Linked DNA regions of Rattus norvegicus: region 1 is linked to region 2. Evidence: chromatin contacts called from public HiChIP or PLAC-seq data. All regions are on one chromosome and are shown on one strand. Each heading gives the region's core, a stretch centred on a gene start, on an enhancer-like site or on the middle of the called end of the contact. The rest is flanking DNA. Distances are from core to core; before and after follow the strand shown.

The links. HiChIP or PLAC-seq counts read pairs in DNA pulled down with a chosen protein or histone mark.
Region 1: a contact with region 2 is called in an H3K27ac HiChIP or PLAC-seq map of oligodendrocytes, with 8 times the contacts expected there. The contact joins the promoter of Sharpin here to the promoter of Puf60 in region 2. A contact is called at or near these places in 2 of 12 Hi-C or Micro-C datasets (kidney and mammary epithelial cells) and 1 of 1 datasets of contacts at active chromatin or transcription factors (oligodendrocytes).

The regions. Positions count from the first base shown.
Region 1 is chr7:109,953,953-109,958,551 of GRCr8, reverse strand. Sharpin (SHANK-associated RH domain interactor) reads left to right here and starts at 3,000. Exons shown (of 9, transcript NM_031153.2): 1 at 3,000-3,542; 2 at 3,794-3,968. The coding sequence starts at 3,345. It overlaps Maf1 (MAF1 homolog, negative regulator of RNA polymerase III), which reads right to left and starts at 2,676. Exons shown (of 8, transcript NM_001014085.1): 1 at 2,372-2,676; 2 at 1,468-1,600; 3 at 1,234-1,362; 4 at 996-1,161; 5 at 750-871; 6 at 550-669; 7 at 282-422; 8 at 1-151. The coding sequence starts at 1,550. The coding sequence ends at 130.
Region 2 is chr7:109,672,083-109,676,950 of GRCr8, reverse strand. It overlaps Puf60 (poly-U binding splicing factor 60), which reads left to right and starts at 2,537. Exons shown (of 11, transcript NM_001399392.1): 1 at 2,537-2,599. The coding sequence starts at 2,576. It overlaps LOC102548315 (a long non-coding RNA gene), which reads right to left. Exons shown (of 3, transcript XR_005487508.2): 3 at 1-4,868.

The sequences.
Region 1 (4,599 bases), core at 1,751-4,250, 280 kb before region 2:
GGGCTAGGCAGGTATAGCCTTAGGCAGTGCCAAGGCGTAGCCGGCATCTGGGGAGTCTCTGGAGCTCCTCGGGTAGACAGGTCCAGGCACTGGTCGAAGCTGGAAAGCTGGGCCCTCCGCTTCTTCTCATCACATACATATCACTGGAACCCTAGGCAGAAGTTGGCACACAGTAGGCCTTTAGGAGATAGCAACCAGGCCAGGCAAAAGGAACCCTAATCTACTCCACCCATTCCAGGCTCCCGAGGATAGGGCCATGGCCACAGCCACCTCCGCCACACCTGTCTTCCTCCATGGTGCTGGTCTCCTCCGCCCTGCCCTCACCACCTCCACCTCCACCTCCACTCTCTTCATCAACCTCTTCTGCCCCCAGTTCCAAGTCCAGGGCGTTGCCTGCCTCTGAGGGTGTGTAGGTGGAGCCACTGGATGGGGACAGAGACACCAGACTTAGGCTCTCCTGTCCCAGGCTGTCCCAAGGACAGTAGACCCAGTTAAGGAATGGTGTGAGTCAAAGAGGGAGCTGGAGAAAGCAAGTGGCATGGTACCAACCTGATGGAGCGGCAGCTAAAGAAGACAATTCGTTTAAGTCGCTTGTTGTAGAAGAAGTAGTTGAATGACCAGAGGCTTCCATCTTCCCCAAAGGGGTCGGAGTCTAGATCTGGGTTATAGCTGGAGAGGGGAAGAGGCAGAAGTATGAGGCTCCCACCGCCATACCCCCGCCATGCCTAGCTGCAAAGGTGTGAGCCTACCTGTAGATGTCACATTCAGCCAAGCAGATTTCCTCGTCCACTGCATTCCACAGCTGTGGCTTCAGGGCCTTGAAGTCTTCCCGAACAGCTGAAAACAGGCTGCAGTTGACCGCATTTACCACCTGTAGGAAGTTACAGTCAGGACTGACCAAGGCCCAGGGCGGCAGGTAGAACCCATGAGTCTACACAAAGTAGGGAGGCAATGATAAGGACCTCGTGGTTTAGGGCCCTTCTATCCATCCTTACCCAGCGGAGGCTTGGCTCCCGGCTGAATTCGTGACTTCTGGCTGTGCTGAAGTCATAGTCTGGCCGGAAGGACTCGTTGAGGGTGGCAATCAGATAGAAGAGGGTCTTACGACTGCACTTGTCACTTAGAGGACTTTCATCCTCACCACCCTGGCTCTTGCTCAGTCTGAACAGAGATAAATGTCAGCTTTGCCCACCGTCCCACACACCCCAGAAGGCAGTCTCCACCTCAGCTTACCTGCTGGGACTGAGGCCTGAGGTCTGGGGCGGGGACAGTGCCTCCAGCACATGGGGCTGGCCCTCCTGGCAGAACTGCTTAAACATATGCTTATCGTCGCCTGCCATCTTACAGGAATAGCTTTCGATCCTAAAAGACGCAGGCAGGGCCATGAAACATGCTAACCCACCCGGATGCTTTAACTCAGGGACCAAACAGTAACCTCAGAGACATCCCCAGAGCCGCCGGCCTCACCTGCCAATAATATGGGCATCTCCAGTCTCCACTGTCAACTGTGAGTTGATGGCCTCAAAGCTGGAGTTCTCCAATAGCTTCATGTCCTTTGGGAAGGGAGCTTCTTGTGCCAGTGGGACTAGTGCAGCGCTACCTGGGAATGTGGGAAGCCAGGTATGGCTACCTAGCTCCAAAGGGCTGCTTTCAGCCTTTCCACCCACTAGCAGAATATTGTTCGCAGCTCCATCTAACATTGAGTCCATCATGTAGCTCCTCTTCCTCACCTTACCTGACCCTGAGAACTCAGCGTTGGCTGATAGGGAGATGATCCTGTTACCTAAGGATGGCATGTCCAGGTTCTAGCTCAATCCCAAATCCGCCTACACGTATGAGTACTGGGGCCAGGGGGCCCACCCACTCTCGACATTCCTACCCCCATCGGCATTCTGCAGGCACCCTCTGACTGTTGTAAGGTCCTCAATCAGGATAAGAATCTGCCATCCGGTTTGGAACCGGGAATCTGGGGTTTCGAGCCTTGAGGGTCACCTGTATGGACGCTCTTCCTCGGTTCTATGGGTTGCTTCGCTGCTTCCTGGCAAGAGGCGGAAACCCATGATTTCTTCAGTTCTATTTGCAAGTATGCCTAATTCGTACTTCGTACGTCGAAGTGTGTAGGACAGACGGATACACTGCTTCTGCTAGCTCAGGCCAGCAGTCTCCTGGCATTGTTGCCCTGTAAGCCTACAGCTAACAGATTCATAACGGGAAACTACAAGCCCCAGGAGGCAGTGCATCAAGAGAGCGGTTCCAGCCCCAGGCAGCGTTGGAACTACAAGTCCCATGAGGCACTGCAGCAGCGCGAGGCCCGCCGGGGACTGTGGTTCCCGCAAGCCCGGACCGCTTGGAGCACAAGGAGGACACCCACCTGCCAAAAATGGGCTAGATCAAGCCAAGCTAGCTGGGTTGCTTAGTGTCGGTGCCGAGGTGACGGCGGCGCGGGCTCTGCGCAGCGCGGGTTCTTCAGGACTGGAGGGCGGCGCCGCGGCCTCCACTAGGGCCGCACTGTATCCGGGGGAAGAAGCTTCGCGGCGACGTCCCGTTACTCCAGGCCCTGCCGGCCCATACGGGCTGCAGCCGCGACATAGCCTCGCCCCCCTGCAGCGTCCGCTTTCGCGACCGACCTGCCGCGGACCGCCGAGATCGCACCAGCCAGAGAACGAAACAGCGACCTCCGCCTCCCCCGGCCCGACAACAACAAGCGTCCGACGGGTCCAACCCCACTCCTCTGAATGGTCCACTCCAACCACAGGGTCCAGACTATGAGAAACCTTATTGGAAGAGTCTTCCGCCACTCAGCCTTACCTTCCACTTCTACTGGTTGTGTAGCTTGTCTGTCTCGCCTTTGCTTACGAACCCGCCTCCCCTCTTAGTGTTCATTGGTTAGAGACATACCTGCCCCGCCCCCAGGAGTCAACCCTCTTTCCAGAGTGGTGCACAGTTTCGAAGTACGTCTACTGTGTTTGTGTGTATTGACGCCTGGCTCGCTTCGGTAACTGGTTTTGGCTTATGTCGGGCAGCAGCTATCGTTCGTTCGAACTTTTAAGAAAAGTCCATCCTTGCCTCCTTTTTGTGAACGGTGATCGGTCTGTGACACTGTCCCCAGGTCCTGCAGAAACGTGACTAGCGTGGACGGACTGTACCTGGAGATCCTTGGACCATCTCTATCCCTTAATGAGCTATCAGGCTCTGGTAGTGCGCAGCACTGTGTCCTTCTTGTTCTCCACGCTCTGCCACATCCGGAACCTAGCCTCACAGTCCAAGTTTCTGTCGGCGGAAGTACTCGACAGTTCTGTATCACGGAAGCGCTCTCGGAGAGTCAGGACTCCGCCGGACCAGAAATGTCGCCGCCCGCCGGCGGTGCGGCAGCGGCTGCAGACCCTGCTTCACCTGTGGTGCTCCTGGCAGTGCAAGCCGCGGTGAGACTCCTGGGCGCCGGACATGAAGACGAAGCGCAGCTGCGAAAGCTGCAGTTGAAAGCCGACCCTGAGCGGCCTGGACGCTTCCGGCTGGGACTGTTAGGCATTGAGCCAGGGGCGGTGAGTGTGGGCCTGGATGCTGGAATCAACTTTCTCACGATTACCTTGATGACAGTACTTACGCAGTTATTTCTCTTTGATTGCCTGTAAAAGTGGGAATGCTGATACCTGATTTACAAACCTTGTGAGGAATTGGTAAGATAACAGGCAAGAAAAGTTTAGGACCGTAACAATTGTCTATTTTCTTTTCCTTTCATGTTCGTGGGAGTAATGGAGAGGAACCACTGACCGAGTACTCTTTCCCTGTTCAGGTCAGTTTAGAATGGCCCTTGGAGTCTATTTGCTATACCATTCGTGGTCCTAACCAACACGAGCTGCAGCCTCCACCTGGAGGTCCTGGAACCTTCAGTGTGCACTTCCTCAACTCTGAGGAAGCACAGCAGTGGGCAGCACTGGTGCGAGATGCCACCGCAGAAGGACAAAATGGTCAGTGTTGTGGAATAAATGCTTTTTAAATAAGTCTGGGCCTCCTAGTCATGGTTGCGGGTAGTGATGGGAAAGGCTGGGCGTTTAGGAAGGCTTCCAAGAGGAAGAAAGTGGAGAAATAAAAGGTTTAAGAGCTGACATCTGGGGATGGAGAGATGGCTCAGTGGTTAAGAGCACCGACTGCTCTTCCCAAAGTCCTGAGTTCAAATCCCAGCAACCACATGGTGGCTCACAACCATCTGAAATGAGTCTGATGCCCTCTTCTGGTGTGTCTGAAGATAGCGACAGTGTAATCATAATATATTATAAATAAATAAAATATTTAAAAAAAAAAAAAGAGCTGACATCTGGAGTACCAGAAAAGGAGGAGCCAGTATTGCTGCAGGACGGAGTTTAAGAACAATGGGTTGTGTTCAGTGGGAAAATAACAGAGACCTGAAAAAAGGTAAAGATAGAGATTCTGCAATTATGTGGAGTGGTATAAACAAGGCTACAAAGAAGACCAGAGGGTCTCAGGAGTTGGAATTAGGTAGGTTTTGTGGAAGCATTAGCGATTCAGACTCAGTGAGAAGAACCACTTAGTATGAGGCTTTTACACTGTGCCTGCTTGGAAAAGCACGGGCATGGCAGG
Region 2 (4,868 bases), core at 1,288-3,787:
GCTGAGTCTGTAGGTATAAATCTCCAATTTGGGCTCTCTCTCCACCTAATGTTTGACTGTGGGCCTCCGCATCTGTTCCATCGGCTGCTGGTAGAGGTAGGTGTCTCTGATGACAAGTGTCCTAGGCGCTCATCCGGACTTCTGTTGGCAGGTGTGGCCTCTGGTAGAGCAGGGAGACAAAACTTATTTCCAAAAACAATTCTGAATTCCTAGGGTTCTGGTATCTTACATGAGCAGGATTCCAAGAACCTGGTCCACACTGTGGTGGTAAACACTATCACTCTGGAGGCAGAGACAGGTAGATCTCCAAGTTTAAGGCCAGCCTGACCAGTTTTTTTGTTTTTCTGAGACAGGATTTCTCTATCTAGTCGTGACTGTCTTGGAATTTGCTTGGAACTAAGTGGAAAGGTAGACCAGGTTTTTGCTAAAAAATCATTGACTCTTCATTCTTGACTTACAAGATATCGAAAGCAGCCAAATACTGTCACACCATGCAGTATGGCCTCTGGCTGTTCTTCCAGAGAAGACAGATTTTTTTTTTTTTTTTTGGTTCTTTTTTTCGGAGCTGGGGACCGAACCCAGGGCCTTGCGCTTCCTAGGTAAGCGCTCTACCACTGAGCTAAATCCCCAGCCCCAGAGAAGACAGATTTAACATCTCAGAGAGTTTGAAAGTTTTTTATTGGCTTGCCAAAGATTTTTCTGAAAATCTAGGTCCATCACTATCAGAGGGTGGTGCCTGGGGTTCCCCCTGGTGGTGGTGGTGAGACCCAGCCCACTCAACATCTTCCAGTGTGTGTGTGTGTGTGTGTGTGTGTGTGTGTGTCTGTCTGTCTGTCTGTCTGTCTGTCTGTCTGTCTGTCTGTCTGCAGAGGCTCTAGTGGGCCCATCTCATTCTAAGTCTTGACTATTGACCAATGTGATTATTATAGTTTGTTTTCTTGCAACTTTCAACTTTATGGGATTTTTTGTATTTAGTTTTATTTTGAGAAAGAATCTCTCTACGTAGTTCTGGCTGTCTTGGAAGTTGCTTTGAACTACTTGGAATGGTAGACCAGGCTGGTCTCCAACTCACAGAGATCCTCCTTGCCCCTGCCTCTGGAGTTCTGGGATCAAAGGTGCCATCACACCCAGCTCAACTTTATTTTACAACCTATTGAATTGCTCATTTGCAGATTTTTTTTTTTTTTGTTTTGGGGTGAGGGGTTGATTTTTGAAACAAGAGTTTCTCTGTGTAGCCCTGGCTGTCCTGAACTGTGTAGACCAGGCTGGCCTCAAACTCAAGAGATCTGCTTCTGCCTCCTGAGTGCTGGAATTAATGGAGTATGCCACCAGCACCTGGCTGTTTTTTCTTTTTTTAATTGGGAAGAAATCTACGTTCATGGTCTTTATCTTCTTGTTTTGGGGCTGCAACAACTTTGGGTATCTTTGATGGTATTGCTTTCTCGGTTTCTAGTCTTATTCTTCCATTTCCTTTATTGCCTTGGTTTCTTCTGTGTCATATTTCCTCATGCTCTTGTGCTTAAGAGTGAGACGCTAAGCTGGGTCTCAATGCTTTTTTCCCAGAGTGGAGGTTATGTCCAGCCACTGTTGGCAGAGCCAGACCTACTAGCACCATGTAGCAGGGATAGAAGTCTGGAGGCACCTACATTTTTTTCCCTATCTTTACTTTTTTCAGAGAATTCTAGACACAAACATCACAAACCAGTCTGCTAAGGCCCTCCTCTGGTTCCCCAACATTCCACTTCTCTGCCCACTTAGGCTTTCAATAGAGGTCTTGCCTGTTTAAATGTGGTTCAGAAGGGGAGGGAAGTATCCTGCCATATTTTGCTAGAGATCTCTATATATAAAATTCTGAAAAACACAGGGTTGAAAAACAGAATGGCTTAGCTTGAGGGTGCTTGAGCTTACAGATGTGGTTGGTGTCTTGCAGGCAGCCTTAGGATCTTGGTACTGAGTGAAGCTCAAGGTAAACGTCAGAGCAACTCCTCGCAGCACAGATGAAAATAGATTTATTCATAGCTCAGGACTCGGGGACTAACGTGCACATTTATGTCCGCAGGACTGGCTGGGGAACCATCTTTTGGGTCTATCTGCAAGTCAAACGCTCTAAAAGGCTACTTTCTCACTAGGACAGGTCATATTTCAAAATAAATGAGGACTCTTGACTTTAGATGGATAATGCAAAGGCGATGGATGCATCAATCTTTTTGTCTTCTGCCTCAGCTGTCTACGAAAAGAAGAAATCGGCCTCTTTCTCGCTCTCAGTGAATGAACTTAAATGGAATAGGGTGCTAGTAAAATAGGCAGACGGAACTGATTTAAAAATGCTGACCACGCCCCCCCTCCCCGTTCCCCCAAACGCGGGAGGGCTCTCCGGGTCTCCACTTCACTACCCCGGCCGATCCGTTCTCCTCCGGAACATTAAATGCCTGCTCCGCCCCGGAAATACGTTCCGGTCTCCACTCACGTAGCTAGGTCGTGTATCGCGAGAATTCCGCGTCCGGCGCCCAGATCGCGCGAGACTGCGGAGGGAGCTGATGCTTGTGGCGCGCGCGGCGGCCGCGACGGACGCAAGATGGCGACGGCAACTATAGCTCTCGTAAGTGAATCCCTCGCGGCCGGGAGCGGCCGTCAACTGGTAGGAGTGAGTCGTAGGCCGGAACAGGGTGCGGAGGGGCCCCTGGGTGCGCATTGGCTTGACCCGGCCTCATACGGGCTTTCTGGTGGTCACCGGCACGCGGGGCGGAGGCGGAGCGGGAGCGCGCGGCTGTGGCTTGGCTGCAGCTTCCGGCTCGAGGACTTCAGTTTCCGGCAGCTGGGCGGGGTGGGCCGGCCGCGGGCTGCCCAGCTGGATTCCGGCGGGGCGGTCCTCTTTTTGCTGAGGCTGGGCGACAGTTGTCTAGGCGTCTGGGAGCCCTGGCGCCTGCTCCAGACCTGCGCGACTGCGCCCCTTATTGGGGACGCGGAAGGGGCGGGCCCACTGGCACTTGCTCTACGCCATGGTGCACAGAGAAACGGGTTTCCCATTCTATTACCACTCAGGAGGGGGAAAACATCCTCCACACCTTTCAGACAGTCTTTCTGTCCCTGGCTCTGTTGGAGAACCCCCGTCAGTGCCTACCTCCGTCACTGGTCTGGTGGGCATCATAAGACACTGCTCACCCCTTGTTTTGTTCAGCCCTGCTCAGCGTTTTCCCTGGTCAGTCAGGAATGTACCAAGAGTGACTACCACAAGTCTTCCTCCCCACTTGCTTTAGGAACTACTTATCTCTTGGACCCCCATTGCAGTCCAGTCTTTTATTAGCTGCCACCCTCATTCAGAGGTCTGAGACTACTTAAGCAGATGCCTACAGGTCAGACTACGGTAGGGTCAAGTAGTGTAGACAGGCTGTCATTCCTCAGCCTTAGCTGGGGACTGCACCTTCATATTGGGAGAGGGGCACTTGCTCCAGCCTGCGAGGGATAGATCTAGTGTGTACCACTCACATCAAGGCTACCTTTTGAAAAATAACACTCCGGGGTTGGGGATTTAGCTCAGTGGTAGAGCGCTTGCCTAGCAAAGGCAAGGCCCTGGGTTCGGTCCCCAGCTCCGAAAAAAAGAAAAAAGAAAAAAAAATAACACTCCGATTCTTGAAGCTACAGGTGTAAATGGTCTTCGTGTAAAGACAACCAGAGAGTTGAGAGCTTGATGGCTGCTCTTAGGTGACTGTCAGATGATAGAAGAAGGGGGAGGGCAGAATATAAAATACTTTGAACAGCACTGGTAGAGAGCGGATACCTCATTTTTGGGTAGCCCCTGATGACTGAAAGGTTAGCCCGACACTACTGAAAGTTGGTGTCATTGTTGAGATGGGCTCAAACAGTAGTCTCACCACTGAAGCAGCTGGAATAGTCTTTGCCAGCATCTGACCATGAGTCCCGAGAATTGTCTGTCTCTTGTTTTGCTACATCCACAGTGCTCAGCACAAGCTTGGCTACCCAGGAAGTAGCACTATACCCTTGAAGGGACCTGAACAGATGGAAGACAGCGTCCTTCAGCCAGTCCTATTCTTGGGGCCTGGCACTGCTCTCAATGGTACTAATATTGCTAGAACCTGTGGCTTGCTTTCCATATGCAGAGTCTTAAGGGACTTCATGGAAAATGATTCCGTAACTCTTGGCTGCTGCCTGAAAGATAGGCCATGCCCCTGCATAAGAGGAGATTCAGGGACTTGGGGATTTAGCTCAGTGGTAGAGCGCTTGCCTAGGAAGCGCAAGGCCCTGGGTTCGGTCCCCAGCTCCGAAAAAAAGAACAAAAAAAAAAAAAAAAAGGAGATTCAGGCCTAGATTTTAGGTGACTTGCTCAGGTTATTTAATATGCTTTGTAATTGAAGTAACTTTTTTCTGAACTGGTGAAGGGCAGAGCTTGGCTTGCATACCTGAGACACTCAGCTTCAAACCCCTCAAGGGATCTTCCCCTCTCTCCATGCACCAAGGCTGAGACGCATATTAGTGTGACCAGCTATGATAACAAATGATAGTTTTCTCTAGGCTCTCCCAGTGACTGCATAGAACAGAGTGTTAGACTCTATTGGAGAACTCTGCTGTGGTAAATAGGCTAAATTGGGTCCTATGTAGTATCCACAGGTGAGCTTTCTCTGGGATTGTGCACGTGCATTGTCTGCTGCTTTCAGCACTATTCCTGTCCCTAGGTGGCTACTCATTTGGAGAGGCAGAAAGTCATACATGTGCCCCAGGGACAACAATCTCAGTGTCTGGCTCATGCCTGAAGCATGCTTTCACTGTGGGTGTTGAGAAGCAGCCTCTTGTTCTGCGGATACCTGTGCCACAGGAGTCACCACTCCTCTGGTTTTCTCTGGGATATCATT